Regions from separate parts of the Ovis aries genome. Here region 2 is linked to region 1. The links are chromatin contacts, called in public Hi-C maps. All regions are on one chromosome and are shown on one strand. Each heading gives the region's core, a stretch centred on a gene start, on an enhancer-like site or on the middle of the called end of the contact. The rest is flanking DNA. Distances are from core to core; before and after follow the strand shown. Region 1 holds the start of KMT2E (lysine methyltransferase 2E (inactive)). Region 2 overlaps SRPK2 (SRSF protein kinase 2).

The links. Hi-C and Micro-C count contacts between places; a contact is called where the count stands out from the background.
Region 2: a contact with region 1 is called in a Hi-C map of hypothalamus, with 2.1 times the contacts expected there. The contact joins the enhancer-like site here to the promoter of KMT2E in region 1. A contact is called at or near these places in 2 of 16 Hi-C or Micro-C datasets (blood and hypothalamus).

Annotation. Positions count from the first base shown.
Region 1 is chr4:47,702,540-47,706,319 of ARS-UI_Ramb_v3.0, forward strand. It overlaps KMT2E (lysine methyltransferase 2E (inactive)), which reads left to right and starts at 2,508. Exons shown (of 25, transcript XM_060414670.1): 1 at 2,508-2,839. LOC114114509 reads right to left here and starts at 2,385. Exons shown (of 7, transcript XR_009600398.1): 1 at 2,256-2,385; 2 at 1,819-2,039.
Region 2 is chr4:47,801,389-47,805,507 of ARS-UI_Ramb_v3.0, forward strand. It overlaps SRPK2 (SRSF protein kinase 2), which reads right to left. Exons shown (of 17, transcript XM_060414671.1): 17 at 1-825. The coding sequence ends at 641. Among named protein-coding and RNA genes, the nearest start is that of KMT2E, 98 kb to the left of the region's middle. Within about 2 kb of position 1,908, at least 4 of the 54 cell types and tissues checked have an H3K27ac peak or open chromatin away from gene starts, as enhancers often do. A contact at or near this core is called in hypothalamus, where this site is marked.

The sequences.
Region 1 (3,780 bases), core at 1,258-3,757:
AAAAGTCTTCGTTGAGTAACTCCCAGCTGTCACTCAACACCACCCAAGGTGAGAAGCCCTTTTTCTTCTCTAGTTCAATTAATGGCTGCTACACTACTTTGGCAAGCGGGAATAATAAAAAAATAAAATTAGACTTCCCTACTTAACCTGCCAATATTGACCATAAGAACTTCTGAGCTGCTGGAAATGTTCACCTAGCAAAGTTTCAAATACTAAAATTAAAATTCATACTTATACAAAAGTGATTTAAAGAGCCAAGTTTTAATATTTCATGATACAGGAATCTTCTTGAATAATATTTACCAAAAATGATTACAATTTCATTTTTATTTTTAAAAACCACAGTTAAGAGGAAAAACAACAGAAGACCAAGAATACTGAAAACACCCTTACAACTTCATGTATATTACAATACTAGCAGTTTTTATTCTGTATTACTAATCACGTCTAAATTTCAAAAAAATTGATAGGATTTCACATTCTTATAGGATATACAAACAGGGAGAAAACGGGAAGAAAGTACAGATTGAAGCAACAAGTTTGAAAAGGGCCCTCAAACTTCAGATGGTATACTCCTTGATTTCTTTTTAACTTTCAGGAAATTATAAGTGCTCCTGGGTATTTATCATCACACTTTTCACACTTGATTCCAAACTTAAGATTATTTTGCTATTCGAATCTGAAAAACTTAAGTTTTCTCAGAAATTAATCGATATTCCTCGGCGCTGTGGCCCAGAAGCTAGACTCTACTCAGTCCAGTGGCCTTTCCTGACTCGTGGCTGATTCCAGCTCCCACATTAGGGACCAGCCACTTTACGTAAGTATACTTCGAAGGAGAAAGGCAGATAAGAAAATAGGGCGACAAGTCTTTCCCTTCACCAACAGCCGTCACATCCCCATCAGGACCGTCCCTCGGGGGGCTTCCCCAACGAGCCGCAGCTGTTAAGCAGTATGGGGGAGGGGAAGAGCCCTCAGTCAACTCTTCCTCTTCAGGCCGCCGACGCCGACCGCACCACAGACTACTCCGCCCCAGCCCTTTCCCCTCCCCCGCCCCCGCCTGGGTCTGAGCCAAACCCCACAGGAATGCAGCCCAGTCACATGCGCTGCGGCGACGGTGGACGTGCCTCTCCCCCCGCGCCCCAAGGAGACCCAGCGCCATCTTGCCCTGACGCAGTTCCTAAAGTCACGGGAGAATTTGTTTTCTCGTCCGCGCCAGCGCCCCAAAGTTTCGCAGAGGCCGAGCCGGGGCCCTCACCTCGCGCAGGGACAGGAGAAAATAGTCAAGGAAGAACCTTTAGATTCCCCTCGCCACAGCTTGTGTTCCGAATCGGGCGCGGCAGCAACGAACACCATCGTCACTTCTCCCTCTCGGCCTTTGCAACAGCCTCCCCCGGCGGCTCTGGCCCCACCCGCTGCTGCAGCATGAGGTCACTGCTAGCCAATCAGGACGCGCTCGACAGAACACATCAGACACTGATTGGCTGCGTGGACCACCTCTGCCTCTCCCCACCCCGCTTACCGAGCGCTCCGGGTCGCTGTGGAGCAAGAAGACGGAAACCGCCATTTCGGGGAAAGACCCCGAAAACAAGAACCGCAATCACCGTGTCATTTTGCTGGGGAAACCCTTTATTTTTTGGCCTTCCCTTTTGTTCTTAGATAAGCGTCTGTCTGACCCTCCCCCGTTTAGTCAACTGCCATCTAAAAGAATTCCCGATCCCCTCCCCGCACGTTATCCCGCGGCGGGGAAATCGTTCCCCCGGGCCAAAGAAGTAGGAGGTAGCGACGGCAACTGCACCGACGGCAACGACAGCTTTTTACCCCGATACACGGTGGCAGGGAGGCGGCGCTGACGGTGGCTGTATTTTTCCAGCTGCTTCTCCCCCCGACCTCTTCCGTTTCTCGCTCCTCCATCGAGACGGCGCTGGACTCAACAGCTCCGCTTTTATCCGGTGCTCGGAGCCTGCGCACTGAAGCCGCCTCAGCCCCTAGTGGGCGTCGAGTGACACCCTAACCGAGTTCACCCCGCTCCGGAGGCCAGACTGGGGGAGGGGGGGGGAGGAAAGAGTAGGACAGAGGTGGTTTGGGGAGTGGGAGAAAGTGCTTGCGGGGAGAGGGGGGGGTCTTTCCAAGGCCTACAATCATTATCTTTCCACCCAGTAGTGTCGCGCCCAAGCTTACCGATATCCAGACTTAAGGACTACTCAGGGAAAGGGGATAAAAAACCAATCCCATCAAATACCGAAACTTTCCCAAACCTTCGGTGAATTGTTGAATGCATCTGTTGTGAAATAGACGGAGATTCTGTTGACCGCTCTGCTTCCAGTTGGCTGTCTTCGAGCCTCCGTGGAGAGGCAACGGCGGGCGGCAGCCCATAAGCAAAATGGCGGCGGGCAGCTTCGTCCCCTCCCCCTCTGCCCCTGCGGAGCGGGGCGGGCGGGCCCCGTGCACTTGCCGCCGCCGCGGCCGCCGCCGCCGCCGCGGCCGCCGCCGTCAGCCGCCATTTTCCCAGAGCGAGAGGCAGTGACACTGAGCGGGCGCAGGGGGCTGAGTCGGAGACGGTACCTGAGTTCGGGAGCGGCAAATAGAGGGGGCATAGACACTCTAAGCAGCCTCGCCGTAGCCTCTGCGTTCCTGTTGACTGTCTCTGTGCCCCCTCCCCTACTCCTCGGTTGCTGGCGAAGAGGCTGAGCGCTGCTGTTTGGGGAGGGGGTGTGTGGAGCCGGGTCCTGTGTCTGCAGTGGCTGCTGTCGGGGGATCGTCTGACCGCGGAGGTGTGGAGAGACTCCTTGGGGGTCGAGCAAATAACGGGGTTCGGGTGTCTGGTGTGTGAACATCACAGGTCAGTGCCTGTCGTCTCCTTGGGAGTTCCTGGGGTTTGCGGGGTGGAGGGACGTGTGTTTCCAGGGGGAGGGGGCTTTCTCATCTTTATCCTTACGGTGTGGGGGAGTCGACGTTGACTCAGGTGTCTTGGCGGGGGCTAGACATTGCTTGTTTGATTCGAATATATCCTTTTTCCTCCTTGTCCCTAGGAAGGGAGCATTATGGCGGGTTTTAGGGTTGGGGAAGGGGAAACTGGCAGTTAAACCCCCTTGAGAGTGGGAGTTAGGGAGGGGGCGCACTCGTCGCCGGCAGCGGGTTAGAGCCGCTTGGGGTAAGGAGGTAGGTTTGTGACTGTTAGTAGGGTTTGTGTCGAAGTGGTCCCAGGAGCTGCCAGCTCTCTCCCTTTCCTCTACCGCATCTTGTTCAGGTGCTGGGAACCCGTATAGGCCCCATTTTCTAATGCTGCTTCCATTTGTCGCCTGGCAGTCTCTGGCTCAATTTTCTCGTAAATACGAAGGGGGTGGAAAGAACGCCTTGGGTATATCCCTTTGTGGGAGAACGAGTCAGCTCCTCATCCTCTCCGAGAGAGGGTAAACCCGCCCCTGAGGTGGTCACCCCAGCACCCAGCCGTCTCAGTCTGCCCCCCGCCCCCTCCCCGCTTGCATTATCGTCGCCTTTTACTGTAGCGGAGGCTTAGAAGCCACAATATGGCACATTTCAGGAAAGCTGATTTTGACCAAGGGATTGGCACAAACACTGTGGCAGCAGACACAGAAGAGAAACAAACGGTTCACTGTGCTAAACAGGGGAGGAGGAGAGAGCAAACAATCCGGAGGGCTCTCTTCCATCGGCCTTAGCTCCTTAGAGATGCACTCTTGCTGGACTGTGTTTTACGAATGATACAGTTTAAAGTCAAGGGGGAATCGCTAGAGTTAGCTTTAGAGTGAGCCCCGTTTTGCC
Region 2 (4,119 bases), core at 658-3,157, 98 kb after region 1:
GGACTGTCATGGGATGAAAAGTGTGCACAACTCCTTGGAGCAGTTAAAAGTCCATTACATGCAACTTAGGCTACAAAGCACTCAAGACTGGGTAGCTTTTCTGAAATTTGAGTCCCCATCCCATATTTAATGTAAATTAACATTTACAGGGTGCATTTACATACACTATAATACAGGAATGATGTCCCTTTGCCAGAAGATCAAATTGTACATTTCCTTGCTATTTCTTGGTTCCAACTTGATAATTTCTTAAGATTGTAAATTATATAGTACTCAGCTAAAATATTTCTTCATAAATAGTTACAAAACCTGCCAAAACACAAGGAGGAAAGTATTTTTCGTTCAAAAAAAAAATGACATTTGAATGTCACACAACACAAGAAACAATGCTTAGAGACATGTTATTGTTTTCAGAAGAAAAGTGGGTCAGTAAACTACTAAGCTGAAGACAAAAGACTGCCCTTCCCCAGGATCACAGTGCACAAGAAGCAAAACGTCAAATGACAGTACCTCAAAGCAAAATAAAGGTCTGAGGATGAAGCCAGCTCACTTGTAATCCTGTTAAGAATGAGAGTCCCCCTTTAGGGCCAAATGCGCTGGACAACGTGTGCCAGCTCAGAATGGGCGAGTGCAGAATCTGCTAAGAATTCAACCAAGGATGCCGAAGGCATTCGCCTGCTGAAGCTCGTTTTTCTGGAACCATTTCTAGCATCGGGATCAGGAAATCTGTAAACTGTGCAGCATCTTCATGGGGCCAGCCATACTTTTCCACAAGTACATCAAAGAGGCTCCAGGGCTTCAGTTTGGTGATGTGCCGCAGTTCTCCTACAGGGAAGAACAGGCAATGTCAAGAAAGCTTCTAAAGCGCATTTCCCATTGCTGGTCCAGCTGAGTTCTTCACAATCAAGCAGATACTTACCTTTGCAACACTACACGACAATAAAGGCCAGCTTCCCCACTAAGGAAGCCTGGTCAATGTAAACAGGGGTTCATTTAAAAGGGAAAAATTCATCTGTATCAGTTCCAGGTTTCTTTCAATAAGCGGAGCATGCTGAGGACACTCAGAATATTTTCATTTGCTAGGATGGATCCAGGTACTCTTCAACTTGGGACTCTGCAATTTGCTTACTTGCTTAGAAAAAGCTTTAAGATACATGCTATTTTGAACTCCTTAAAATAGACTGCTTTTTTTCTGTAGGTTACCATGAAAAGAAAGGGTAATCTTTCCATCTGGAAGAGCGCTAATGAAGAGAACTTTGGGTGATGATAGAGATGTATCAGCACTTTATCTCTGCTGTCCAATATGGTCGCTGCCAGCTCAACACAGCTACTGAGCACTCGGGATGGAGCTGGTGACTAAGGAACAGAGGCTTAATATTTAAATAGCTACAAGTAGCCACTGGACAGCACAACTCTAGAGTCCACCCAAATCAAAATCCCACTGATCTCCACAAATCTGTTCTAAAATCTATCAGACATCAATTTATAAAAAGCCTTAAGTTATCCTTTTCAAAATGTTCTAACTGCAGTATGAAAAGTGCCAGTCAAAAAAAAAAAAAAAGAAAAGTGCCAGTCATGAACAGCCCTCTTCATGTCAGACAGAGTGACTGACATGCTAGTAAATGGTCTGGGAACTGTAATAGCCTTTTTCATAATAGGAAAAAAAGTCATTCTAAGTAAAAAGGACAGGATGACTGTCATGAAGAATAACTCATTTTCCCTGCTGCAAATGTTCACAGGAGGTCCCACAGGACCTGCACACCGCGAGGCCACCTCCACGCCCTGGGGCCCAGGCTGCTGACAGGCCCCTCGCACACGGGCTGGGCCAGTTGCTCCCTCCAGGGATGCCCGCTGTGGCCTGGACAGAGCAGACGGCTAGCACACAACATGTGCCCACAGAGGGTTGGGCCTGTGCTCACAAAGGTCTTCTCAGGAGGCCTGGTCTGTGACTCAGAGTAGATGCACACCCCTCCTCTTTCTTTAATCACAGAGATGGTAAAAGACTATCCCAAAAGACAGTATCACAATGTAAAAAAACAAAAGGAAAAACCACTTGTAATTACCCCATAACGACTGCCTTTTGGCCGAGATGCTTTCATTCTTATGAACTGGTCTGTCTACAGGGTTGTCATGATGTGCACACAGTTCTGAACAAAGAAATCACAAGACTGTCTCTCTGGGAAAGGGAGAGGGTTTAGGTCAGTTCCTGACTCCCACATGAGGACAGGGACAGAGCCAAGCATGGAGACCAAGCGGCAGCCGCCTGCCACCTGAGAGGAGCAACAGACAGTCTCTGCACGCGTAAGTGGGAGCAACCAATGAATGTCCACCCCTTTACCCAGGAACTCCTGCTGTAGGAATCCTACCTAGGGAAATAAACCCTGACCCCCAAATATGCTCACTGCAGAATTATATTACATACTCACAAAACTATAAGTGTTCAGTCTTCAGAGAATTGTGGTCAAAAACACAGCCAGACCCCGTACATATACTTGATGAATATTATTTAATATTACTCAGTAACATGGTGTAAATTGTATGGCCACATGTTAAGTAGTAACAAAAGTCAACTACATTAGGGACTTTCCTGGCGGTTTGGAAGTTAAGACTCCACATTCCCAGCGCAGGGGGCATGGGTTCAAACCCTGATTGGGGAACTAAGGTCTGTATGCTGCCTGGCAGGGCCAAAAAACCAAAACTATGTTCTACAAATGATCCCAAGAGTAATTTTCAAAGAGCCATAAAGATGGAAAGCAGGCGCCCCCAGACCTCAGCTCTGCTCAAGGCCGCTCCTTCCTCTTTCCGCGTCCTCTCTAATGCAGCTCCGCTGATTCTGTAGTGACTGCTGACGTCACCAGGACAACGTTAGAGCAAACTATGGAAGCACACACACCACATGGCAAAACCAGCTCCATGGGGGACATTCTTCTGTACTTAGTGGAATAAGCACTCTCCAGGTTTGCAAATAAGAGCAACTGCTGAGCACGAGCTGCTCAGAACTGGAAATCTACTCCTGAGGATGCCGTTCTCAGACTAAGCTCCATGAACAGGCATCCAAGTACACACAATCTTCCATGAAAGGAGAGCTGCTTCACCATGAGAGACGCCTTAAAATCTGCATAGTAACAGGAAAACCATACAAGGCGGGAAAGCTATACTATAAACTGATAAAGATGATTCCAAAAGAAATTCTAGAATATCTGGCATACTTCTGGCCAGGTAAACCCACACAGAAAACTGAATGAACAAAGATACTGAATACACAGCAATATTGCAATAATAAAATAGTGTGTTGCCTCTAAAATGAACAAATATGTGGATTATGAAGGTAGGTGGGAAAACTCTACAACGCCAAGAAACACAGGTAATGCACTCACCTCACCCTGTCATCGTATGTACAGCTTGTGTTCAACTGCATAAGCAGCAGCAGCGCTATCTTATAAACAGTTGATAGAAGTTACTTAAAAACAAACCCTAAGCTCCCAAACTCACACAAATTCATACATGCAGTGGCCTTCCTGGTGGCTCAGGGGTAAGGAATCCACCTGCAATTCAGGAGACCCAGGAGACACGGGTTCAATCCCAGGGTCAGGAAGATCCCCTGGAGAAGGATATGGCAACCAACTCCAGGATTCTTGTCTGGGACATCCCACAGACAGAGGAGGATGATGGGCTGCAGTCCATAGGACCGCAAAGAGTCAGACACGACAGAGCAACACACATTCCTAGAACTGCCAAGAAAAGGCTCCTTTGATAAGTGAGGGCCTCAAGTCCACTCATCAGCTCCAGTCTGACTCGTAACACTTAAGAAACACAGCCACCCCATTCCCACCATGTATAATACAAAACAAAAATAAAACCATCAGATACTAAAACATTAAAAAAATTTTTTTTTACTATCTGTCCTATTGTACAAATAGCTTTTACACCTTGGCAATTTTTTCCCTTAGGAAAATATATCAAGATATGTTTTGCTGAAACAAATTGTGCCAATACCAAAACACTTGACTGTGACAGTCTTTACTTCTTAAACCGTTTCCAACCCTTTCCTTCTTAAAGAATGCCGAATAACCCTTAACCGTCCCTAGGCATCAAGCTCTCACACACATGCAGGCCACC